Linked DNA regions of Mus musculus: all the other regions are linked to region 1. A link is a contact called in public ChIA-PET data. All regions are on one chromosome and are shown on one strand. Each heading gives the region's core, a stretch centred on a gene start, on an enhancer-like site or on the middle of the called end of the contact. The rest is flanking DNA. Distances are from core to core; before and after follow the strand shown.

Region 1 (3,632 bases), core at 569-3,068:
GTTTTGGGACCATTCAAGGGACTGCAGTACACGAGCCACAGGGACTTTGGGGTGCCACTTGTTTGGGGATTTGGGCTTGCTCACTGGCTCTGAGACAGTTATCAGTTGAACTGTGACCTCCCTTCCCCCTGCAGTAAAAATAAAGATCCTGGAGTGCTAACACCCAGGATGTTACATCGTAACCTCATTTATGCCTCTGCAATGTCATCAAACTAGAAACAGGTTACTTTGTAACTTCATTTGTGACTTTGCAGTTATCACATAGAGGTGCAGGTGTGACAGGCAGTGCTTCTAGACTTTCAAATGTACCTCCAGCTTAGGGACAATAAGTTTCAGTCATTTAAAGCCACAGTCCTATAATAGCTGACCATTATAAAACTCAAACAATCACCCTACCTAAGTTTCAAGCTCTTGGGGTGTAGCTCAGGGGAGGAACCTTTGCATATGAGTAAGTTTCTGGGCTTAATCCCCATCTCCCAAACAAAACTGATCAACTAAACAATAATGTATATTCCTTTAGTTTGATACTAAAAATAATTGCTGTTTGTTAATCAATTGTTGAGATTGGTTTAGTTCTAATGTCTATGTATATGAGTTTGAGCATGTACCCACACAGACACACACACACATTTGCTCACACATGTGCATATTCACACATGAACATGCACACACAGACACACACATGGGCTCACACACATGCACGTGTACACACACACACAGTCATGCACATGTGCCCACACACGTGTACACACACAAACACACACACAATACACAGTTTTGATTTGTAAGAGGTGCCCTGTTCGTCCTTCTTCCTTTCTCAACTCCAATACACCAGGTAGACTCACTTCTACCAGGAAGTCCCCAAGCTGTTCCCAATCTGAGGACCCTGTCCAGCCACAAGCAGGATTAGCCCTGCCGGACAACCATGGATCCTGACTGCTTCTCAGCTACTTGGTATCACACCTGTAATGCAGTAGTTTCTGGACAGCAAACAGCAAACCAGGAACTACTAAGGATACAATCCAGTTGGAACTGGAACTCTAACATCTGCAGCCCTAGCTGAAAGGCATAAAGTGAGGGGTACCGTTCCCCAAAAGACCAGAGGAGAAACATCTGGAGATGGAGGAGACTCTTCCACCTAATGCCAGGAATAAGAGGCCCACGTGGGCTTTTAAAAAGAAAAGAAAGATGAGGGGGATTGCCCTGGCTTCACTCTGGACCGATTTTAATGTGAGAACAACAAACGGAGAAAGCCATCCGGCCCACGACTTTGCTCCGACCTGTGTGCTTTGTGGTACAGTTCCTGACTAGCCTACATAAATTTTTTTTAAGCACTGTGTGAAATAATCTTTTAGGCTTACAGTGAAGGAGATGTTGGCTCTCTTCCTCCTGTTCTGGGTCATTCTCTTTCTTACAGGCCTGGCGGAGGCACCCCCACGACAAGAGGAGCTTCTCTGATGGTCGCATGGCTGTCCTTCCCTGTCCCTTGGGATGTTAGGTCTTCTTAGTTATCTCCTCTTCTTTCCGTTACAGTGGGCCAGTGACTTTTCTCTCTTCCTACGTATACTAAAGGTCTACGCCACCCATCAATTTTAACTTCGAAGGGACAAGTAAATAAATCCTATTACAAGATGACTAAAAATCCAGAACAAAATAGCCTACTAGAAGGTAAGCGGGAAGGTGTGTAAGTAAGCAACTCTGTCTCCAAGGAGGGGAGGCAGGAGCTGTGACCTGATGGCTGATGAGGACTAAGCCTTCACAGCGACCACGATGACAATGATGACGGCAGTGTGGTGAGGATGGAGCAGAGCACAGAAGAGGAAGTCACTGAGCACGAGATGAAAGGAGGGAGGCCGCCTCTGAGAGGCAAGACGCTGCACAGGAACTGATATATCTCCGGGGCCCGTGTGAAAGGGCTCTCAAAACACAGGCAGAGCTTGGATGTGGTCCAGCGTCCATGGATTATCTCGGTGGCGCCTGGTAGTGGTAAGCACCTCAGGATTCGGGCCGCGGATGAAAGCGAAGGTTCCAGAGGCACTGGGAGGCAGTAGGGCATTTCTGGAGATGAGCTGTGCAGCAGAGATGAGGGGCTAAGGAGGAAAGGAGGCACCCAGTGATGTGGAGAGACATGGAGGCCGAGTGGAGCAGCCCACAACACATCCACTGATCCTGTTTGTTCTCAGGAAAAGCCTTCTTCTTTTAGATGACCCCAGGAATAGATCAGGGGTGCTGGTACCCTAAGGTCTCCTACACTCCTTGTGGGGTGTTTTCCTGGCTTTCCGATGCTGCACAAACGCACACGGGCATTCCCAGATGCCCTGCAGGTGAGGCTCGGGAGGTGCGTTCCTGCGACTCTCTTGCTGTTCTGCTCGGCTTCTGTACGTCCAGTCCCCAGCACCGCAGAGCAGCTAGAGTGCCCAGGGCCTGGCCGCATGCTCCCTAGGTGCTGTGAGCAGGTGCAGCCACAGTGGGGATCTGTCGTGGGGTCTCAACTGCAAGGGAAGGTCTTGAGACCAGCAGTTCCAGTGGGGACGTCTCCTTGCTGAGCAGTGGCCGCTGCTGAGGCTATGATAGAGTCAGCACCGGTCACTGACCTCCCAAATCCCCAGGCACCTGTATTAAATCCCACTCTTCTGAGATTGTCCTAACTACTGGGCCCACAAGGGGTCTTTCTGAGCTGACTTCCAACTCACAATGAACGTTAATGTCCTGTAGCGTTTTCTAGAGTGGCCGTATCAACAGACGGTTCATGTTCTGAACCAGTCCACTCACCACGAGTGACAGATACGGCATCACCACTCCCCTTTTACCAGTGAGAAAGCTCGCCTGCACACGGTGAATCAGCCATGGAAGGAAGCGGGTTTGTCACATTGCCTCCTAGTAAGTTTGGAGCTTACTCAGGAAAGACCAAGGGCAGGATGGAGACACTGGGATTCCAGGGTTGGACGGCCCTGAGCACAGAGGAGTGAGGAACAAGAGAAGGCTGGGGTGGGTTACAGAGGTGCTTGAAGGAAGGTCGCAGGCTGCACGGCAGAGCCAAGAGGACAAGAGGCAACAAGGACATCTGCTGACAGGACGGATGGGAAGGGCCGGAGCTTATGACTGAGTCTGTTTGGAGAAGAAGCAACTCCTCTCCAAACGTGCACACCCAACGGTGAGAGAGACAGACAGACAGACAGACAGACAGACAGTAGAGAAAGAGAGAGAGATAGACAGACAGACAGACAGACAGGAGAGACAGGAGAGACAGGAGAGAGAGAGAGACAAAGACAGAGAGAGGAGAGAGAGCGAGAGAGAGAGAGAAAGACAGAGAGAGGAGAGAGAGAGACAGACAGAGAGACAGGAGAGAGAGAGAGAAAGACAGAGAGAGGAGAGAGAGGAGACAGAGACAGAGACAGCTGGCTCAGCAGAAGCTCCCTCCTGCAGCGGCTCCTGGGGACCTTATGTCTGCTCCTCCATGGCTCTATTCTTTCTTTAAGAATTAATGTCTGGCCGGGCAGTGTTGGCACATGCCTTTAATTCCAGCACTTGGAGGGTAGAGGCAGGTGGATTTCTGAGTTTGAGGCAAGCCTGGTCTACAGAGTGAGTTCCAGGATAGCCAGGGCTATACAGAAAAACCCTGACTATAATAA
Region 2 (3,632 bases), core at 393-2,892, 120 kb before region 1:
CTCAGGAGATGGACAGGGAAGAACTTGTAGGCCAGCAGGGCGTGGTGTCTCCAGCGGGGTGTGGACTTTCCTGCTTGTTCTCTAACGAATAATTAACGAGCGTCAATTATCAGATGGGAAGGAGTGTGAACAACTGGGAATCAGGGTAAGGATGCTTTTCTAAAGATTCTTTACATCGGAAAGTACACAATGAGGATCCATTGGGTTCTCAGAGTTCACTCCCTCGTCGGTTTGCATTTGCTGGTTAAGAAGGAGGCCTTGGGAGCTGAGAGACAGCAGTTTCTTTTACAGGGGACCTGGACTTGGTTTCCAGCACTCACATGGTGGCTCGGAACTGTCTGCAACTCCAGTTCCAAGGCACCTGCTCAATGCTGTCGTCTGGTCTCCTCAGCTCCTGCAATTGAATGGTCCACATAAATTCATGCAAGCATACATGTATACAGAGCAAATCCTCACACATACACAACAATAAAATAAATAAATGTAATTTTATAATTTTCATGTGGCTTTACTAGAATATTAAGTGAATTAAAGGCCCCATCCTAGGATGTTAGAGAGGATCTACTACTACCAAAGCTGCAAACCCAGCACTCAGGAACTAGAGGCAGAAAGACCTGGGTTCAAGGTCATCTCAGCTAGGAAGCTCCTTTCTTTACAAAAACAAAAATGAGATTTATGTATTTTATGTATGTGAGTATACTGTCTCTTTCTTCAGACACTCCAGCAGAGGGCATCAGATCTCATTACAGATGGTTGTGAGCCACCATGTGGTTGCTGGGAATTGAACTCAGGACCTCTGGAAGAGGTGCTCTTAACCTCGGAGCCAGCTCTCCAGCCCTAGGAGGCTCGTTCTAGTTAACCAAAGCTCAGCTGGTAAAGGGGGCTTCCTAACATACACAAGCCTGGGGTTCCTTCCCAGCACTATGTGCACAGGGAGTAGTAACATGGAGCCCGCCCAGCAGGTAGAGGCAGGGCAGATGTTCAAGGTCACTTGGTGTGATAGTGCATGCCTTTAATCCCAGCCTGGTCTACAGAGCCAGTTCCAGTACAGCCAGAGCTACATGGAGAAACTCTGTCTAAAAAAAAAAAAAATCAAGGTCATTGTTTGGTCACACAGCAAGTTCAAGATCACCCTGGGCTACTCTTTAAAGGCTGTACCTTGAAACGGACTGGAGGGTTAATTAACTTCCCTGGGTTTCACTTTTGTCAATCTGTAAAATCGGCTCGTAACGCCACCAGCATCAGAGAGCCTGAGGTCTGTACAAAGTAAAGGTGTAGCACACTGCCCCTCTGTAGGAAGCCCCAGTGCTCACTGCCCCTGTAGGAAGCTCCTGTGCTCAATGCCCCTCTGTGGGAAGCTCCTCCCTCTGTAGGACGCCCCACCCTCTGTAGGAAGGAAGCCCCACCCTCTGTAGGAAGGAAGCCCCTGTGCTCACATCTCAGCTGACCAAGCCAATAGCTAGTCTTTCGGTTGTCCTTCGACTGTGGTGGTTTGAACGAGAAATGCTCCCATAGGCTCACGTATTGAACACTTGGTTTCCAGCTGGTGGTGGATCTGCTTGGGAAGACTTTAGACAGTGCCGCCTTATGAGAGGAAGTGCGTCATCACTGGAGTTTGGCTCGGAGAGTCTGAAAAGCTCAGCATTACAGTTCATTCCATCTGCTTCCTGCTCCCGCAGGCCACGCCTCCCTACCATGGTGGACTCTCTAGAACAAGAAGCCAAATGAACCTTTCCTTTTATAAACTGCCTTGGTCATGGTGATTTATCTCGGCAGCCGGAAGGCACTAACGACAACGGCGCCCTTTTGGTCTGCGCTGCCTCTAAACCCTGAAGGCGGTTCTGGAGGTTCTGCGTGGCGCTGACTGCTCTGTTTCACAAGCCCTCTCTTCCTTTGCATCTCAGCTGTATCCCTTTGCCAAGTGACCATTTCAACAGAGACACAACCTCCTTTTCCAAACACAGTGAGAAGGGAGGGGATGGGACCTAACTAGCACTCCCTTAAAATCTAAAGTTTCCAAAATACTACACCTGAGGGAGTCCCTGTGAACACTCCTGCTTAGAATAGAAGAAGGACGGACGTCTCTGACTTCTTCTGACTCTGTCTGTCTGTGAAGACCAATCGGAACAAGTGTACTAACACAGCTAGAAAAGCTGGAAAAGTGCCAAAGATGCTTGCCCAACGTCAGAGAACAATCCAAATAACATCTATTGCTGGAGAGAAGCTATAGACAAGCAAGCCGAGCTGGCTCTAGAGTCTCTCTTCCCTGTGAACACTATCCAGATCAAGCTCAAGCTGGAGACACTGGGTACTGAGCCAGCCGTATCCATCTAAGAGGCTGGGAGGACTGCATTTGGACTTGGGAAGAGCAGAGCAGCCCAGAGGGGTACAAATTCTTGGAATGAAAAGAAAAAGGAACTTCAGAGATATGAACTTCATAGCCTATGTGGGTTTCCTGCCCAAAGTTGAAAAACAAACAGAAAACCACTGAGAGATGAGAATCTGGGCTCACTTTTCAATATTCTCCTTGTTAGCCAGCCGACTGACTAACTCAAAAGACATCTTCTCTGAACGTCAGAAAAATGATCTTTAGTGAATACATCTTGGGGTGAAGTCATCCTAGATCTGGGGTGTTCTCTGCAGCAGCAACTGTTGTGGTAAGAAGGGTGAGGACAAAGAGCCATGCATCACGTGACAGGGAGTCCGAGACCAAGGCTTGCCTGGGGTCAAAGATGAAAAGGACTGGGGGTGGGGGGGAGCCTGCTGTGCCCTGCTGAGATGCTTAGCCCAGGTTTCCTCGGTAGCCTCAGGAATCCAAGGGAGGTCCTTTCTCTTAGCTATAAGCCTTCCAGTCTGTAGTCATTTCTTCCCATCAGTCCCAGGAAACAGTTCCAGTTTCTTGGTGCTGAAGGTGTAGAACTGAGAACTTGGGCGGCTGTCAGAAAATGGGCAGCCCAGGCTAGGCACTGAGGCCCGGCAGCATCTGACCCCCAGAGAGGAGGAAGCAGCATCAGTCTGAACATGAAACAAATCTTTTTAAGGTGAAGATACTAAGTGTGGTTTTGGATTGGGTGGGATCCAGTGTATTGATCTAACACAAGTACAGTGTGGGTAATTGAAGGCTTCATCTGTCAATCACCTTCCTGTGGTAAAACACCGTAACCAAGGCCTGAGAGAAGAAGGGTTTATTTGGGTTTTGCTTCTGGAGAATAAATGGTGTTGGAGCGGAGGTGGCAGGCGCCTAGAGCAGCCGCTGAGAGCTCACATCTCAAACCACAGACAGAAAGCTCCCCTGCTAAGATACGTAGAGAAACTTCAGAATAAGCAAGAAAGAAAAGGTCTTGTCTTTTAGGATCTGCAAGGCTATTTTCTCCTGTCTTTGGAATAAGGACCTCACACCTTTATTCTGGACTATTCCCCACTGTGTCTTAAGGCAGAGCTCAAGTGAGGAGGAGTCAGGGTAACAGAAGGGAGGGGAGGAGAAGTTGGAGAGATGGCTCAGTGACTAAGACATTTGCTGTTCTTGTAGAGGACCTGGGCTGGGTTCCCAGCACCAAATGGCAGCTCACAACTATTGATAACTACAGTTCTTTGAGATCTGGCGCCCTCTTCTGGCCTTCTTGAACACCAGG
Region 3 (3,632 bases), core at 342-2,841, 100 kb before region 1:
TCCTGCAAGCGCAGAACCCAGCTCCAAACTCAAAGCAAACTCCAAACTTGAGCTCCAAACTCAAGCGCGAAGCGTGAGCACCTCCGTGCTCCCGCCTGGTGCGACTTCACGCCACCTGGCGCACCGGTTTTTTCCGTTTTGTTTTTTTTTTTTTTTTTTTTTTTTAATTAAGGCGCGAAGGGCCGGGGTTTGTGAACCGCCCGAAGCCCCACGACAGTCTACAACTCCTCGAAGGCCTTCGAACTTCGGGTTTTCAAATGGGGACCCAGAAAAGACAGAAGAATCTGCTTCACGCGAGTGGTTAGGAGGCCCAGCTCCCCCGGCGCGGGTGGGGAAGTCTGCAGGACCAGGAGCTGGTCGGCCTGCAAGCTTTTCTCGGGCTTGGAAGAGGACTGGAGGGAGAGGAATGGAGCAGTGGCCAGGATATGGAAATCCCGTGTCGGGCACTGGGTTTCCAAGGTCAGACTCTCTGCATCCTATAACTTTACAGCCACCAAGCGAGCCACGGGGTCCACGACGACAAAAAGAACTGCGCTGAGACCTCTCTGCGTCTCTGTCTGGGATCCAAGACGCCTGGGAAATGGCATCTGACCCGCGTCGGAAGATTTAGGCTCCAAAGAGGAGTGTGGATGGGTTCGGGCGACCGCGACCGCCTGAGCGCCCGAGGGGACTGTAGTGCCGGCATCTATCCGGGCCTCAGCAGCAGGGAAGACACAAGATTATTTAACCTAGTGTGGCGCAGTGGGAGAATGCTTGCACTCAGTGACTGAATCTCCCTTCGCCAGCTACCTCTGCTCCACTTCTGAGGGTCGCATCAGCGTTCCCGGTTACCAAGGCTCTATTATTGTCGACCTGAAGCTTTGGCCCAAAGTCGATTGCCCTGTTGCCGCTAGCGCCCCTTGGGTTCAGCGCTCCCGCGTGCCCTCTGGCCCACCCCGTGTTCTCTCTCTCTCTCTCTCTCTCTCTCTCTCTCTCTCTCTCTCTCTCTCTCTCTCCCTCTCTCTCTCTCTCTCTCCTGGAAGGCGTCGTGCACGCGTGCGTGTGGATGAGTGGAGGGGAAAGGAGTAATTTTTCCTCGGGCCACCCCTTTAGACTCGCGGATCGGCCACCCAAGGAAGGTGCAAGTGTGAGACCAGGATTGCCACCCCGTCGCCGGGCACTTAGCCAGCTGTTAGCGCCGCCTTTTCTGGGCCGCGCCCGCGGGTGACCTGCCCGGAGCCTCCGTGGAAACCAGCACTGCAGCCCTCCCTCCTTCCTTCTTTACCGCGTCGGCCGCTCATCCTCGATCCCAGGCCCTGACACTCAACCTCGGAGCGGGTAGGCGCGACGCTTCTCGTGCACTCACCACGGCTTACCTTACCCCGGGAGCGCGCCGGTCTCTCGTGGGGACAGTCCCTGGAGGTGGCGACGCGGAGGCGCGCCGGCGACTCACGGGCCGCGGCGGGGGTCGGAGGCGAGGCTCACCGCCCCCGCCACGGCCCCTCCCCTCCCCCCTCCCGCGGTCCCGCGCAGCCCAGTCTCCGCCCGAAGGCGGGTCTGCCATAAACAAACGCAGCTCGGTCACACGTGGACCGCGGAGCAACTGCGCCCCGCCACCGATCGCGGGCTCCGGACGACCGGACTAAGGAAGCCGGAACCGCCGGGGAGGGCAGGAAAGCGCACCGAGCTCAGGCTTGGCACTGGCCACTGCCACCTCGCTCCGCTCCCGCCCCATGGCTCCGCGGCGGCCGCCGCCGCTGCCGCCCTTGCCTTCCGAGGGCCCTCGCGGCAGCGGGTACAAGCCCTCCTTTAAGGACTAAACAGGGTCGGCGCCTGCTCGCCCGCCAACCACAGCCCCAGGAAGGTCGAGGCGGGAGATACTGGAGACCAGAAGGAAGAGCGAGCTGGGATCAGGTCCACACGGGACGGTCCAGCCTCCAGCCTCAGACAGAGAGGGGGGCTGCGCAGCTGGTTTGCGACGGACTCAGGGCTGGCGCCTTGCAGAAGACGTTGGGTGCTCCAGGCCGGTCTCCCGCACCTGCCCGAGCCCGGCACCCCGACTCACCTGACCCCTGGCGTCCCTGTCCCCATTCCGGCTGCCGCAGCCCAAGCGGGACTCCGCGGGCCTGGAGCGCAGCGAGGTCTAATATGCCCAGAGCCGAGGCGCGATGAAGGAGAAGTCCAAAAATGCGGCCAAAACCAGGAGGGAGAAGGAAAATGGCGAGTTTTACGAGCTGGCCAAGCTGCTCCCGCTGCCTTCGGCCATCACCTCGCAGCTGGACAAAGCGTCCATCATCCGACTCACCACCAGCTACCTGAAGATGCGCGCGGTCTTCCCGGAAGGTGAGGCTGCAGGTGGGCGTCCGAGGCGCGGGGGAGCTGAGCGGCCGGCTGCAGAAAGGAGGCTTCCGTGCGCGGAGAAGCCCGCGCGGCCTCCTGGCTACCGTGGCCGCGTCTGGGGAGGCCGCGCCGGGGCTTCGGCCCAGGCCTAAGCTAAGGCTGAGGGACAATCCAATCACGTATAAGCTCTGGGCAGAGTCGGGAAAACCAAGCGTTATTCCTGGGTTAGTGTTTGCCAAGCTGACACAGGCAGGCTAGTTCGTTCCGGTTGTTCTTTCCCCCTTTCCTTTCTTTCCTGGCCCTCTCCTCCTCTCCTTTCACTGGCTTCTCTTTCTTTCCTTCCTTCCATACCAGTCCATGCTGGTCTTCTCTCTCTCTCTCTCTCTCTCTCTCTCTCTCTCTCTCTCTCTCTCTCTCTCCCTCTTTCTCTTTCTTTCTCTCTCTCTATCTCTCCTTCTTCTTCTTCTTCTTCTTCTTCTTCTTCTTCTTCTTCTTCTTCTCCTTCTCCTTCTCCTTCTCCTTCTCCTTCTCCTTCTCCTTCTTCTTCTTCTTCTTCTTCTTTCTTCTCCTCCTCCTCCTGCTCTCTCTCCATTATAATTTTTTCCCTTCTCCTTACTTCTCTCTCGCCTCTGCTTTTGCTCCCCCCTCCTCCATTTCTCTCTTTTTCTGCTGGTGGACAAGGACTCGCTGCTCTATCCTCTCTGAGCTGCTGAATGCACAGGAAGGCCCGCGCACCGCAGGCCAACGCTGAGGCTCCGAGAGTTTGTGAGCAGATTCGAGTGAGAGACTCCTATATCGTTTTCCCCAACTTGCCTCCCTTTGCTCTGGGAAACGATGATACGGGCAGGAGGACAAGAAACTGGATAAGCTCGGACGCTGCCGTTAAGAGAAAAGGGATCATTTCAAAAGTGGCGGGTGGGCCTGAGTGTAACATCTCAGGATTTGAAAGCGCTACAGCGGGCAATTGTCACCGGGCCGCAGCTCTCCTGTGGACGCTGGTTTGTAGGAAATAGCGGCCTGCTGGATGGACACTCTCCAGCGGGTGACGGGCGGCTGGGTCAGGCACCGCAGTGAATCAGGTCTGGGGTCTGTGGCTGGGGCTGAGGGATTCTGACATTGTCAGAAAGCACCGGGCTCCGAGGCCTGTTGCCTCCAGCACCTCCAGGCTTTAGGGCTGGTAGTGCAGAGCAGGCCTCTCGGAAAGCCAGCGCCGCGGAAGGAAGACAGAGATTTGGAGAGTCGTTGCTCTGGTGGCGACAGGTGTCCCTGGGCCACAGGGCTTCTCCACCAGTGCTGTTGCGCGGGGTCAGTAA

What was found. ChIA-PET counts read pairs in DNA pulled down with a chosen protein or histone mark.
Region 2: a contact with region 1 is called in an RNA polymerase II ChIA-PET map of memory CD8 T cells, with 27 read pairs. The contact joins two enhancer-like sites. A contact is called at or near these places in 1 of 484 Hi-C or Micro-C datasets (nephron progenitors), 1 of 115 datasets of contacts at active chromatin or transcription factors (memory CD8 T cells) and 3 of 9 other capture datasets (adipose tissue, liver and pancreatic islet).
Region 3: an RNA polymerase II ChIA-PET map of memory CD8 T cells shows a contact between it and region 1, with 65 read pairs. The contact joins the promoter of Sim2 here to the enhancer-like site in region 1. A contact is called at or near these places in 3 of 39 promoter capture datasets (cranial neural crest, frontonasal cranial neural crest and maxillary cranial neural crest), 1 of 484 Hi-C or Micro-C datasets (cranial neural crest), 6 of 115 datasets of contacts at active chromatin or transcription factors (embryonic midbrain, embryonic stem cells, forebrain and 3 more) and 3 of 9 other capture datasets (adipose tissue, liver and pancreatic islet).

The regions. Positions count from the first base shown.
Region 1 is chr16:94,183,758-94,187,389 of GRCm38.p6, forward strand. The region is part of intron 6 of Hlcs (holocarboxylase synthetase (biotin- [propriony-Coenzyme A-carboxylase (ATP-hydrolysing)] ligase)); the gene reads right to left. Among named protein-coding and RNA genes, the nearest start is that of Sim2, 100 kb to the left of the region's middle. Within about 2 kb of position 1,819, at least 57 of the 459 cell types and tissues checked have an H3K27ac peak or open chromatin away from gene starts, as enhancers often do. A contact at or near this core is called in memory CD8 T cells, where this site is marked.
Region 2 is chr16:94,064,804-94,068,435 of GRCm38.p6, forward strand. The region is part of intron 1 of Gm31175 (a long non-coding RNA gene); the gene reads right to left. Among named protein-coding and RNA genes, the nearest start is that of Gm31175, 19 kb to the right of the region's middle. Within about 2 kb of position 1,643, at least 58 of the 459 cell types and tissues checked have an H3K27ac peak or open chromatin away from gene starts, as enhancers often do. A contact at or near this core is called in memory CD8 T cells, where this site is marked.
Region 3 is chr16:94,083,669-94,087,300 of GRCm38.p6, forward strand. It overlaps Sim2 (single-minded family bHLH transcription factor 2), which reads left to right and starts at 1,592. Exons shown (of 11, transcript NM_011377.2): 1 at 1,592-2,322. The coding sequence starts at 2,148. It overlaps Gm31175 (a long non-coding RNA gene), which reads right to left and starts at 1,476. Exons shown (of 6, transcript XR_876272.2): 1 at 1,356-1,476.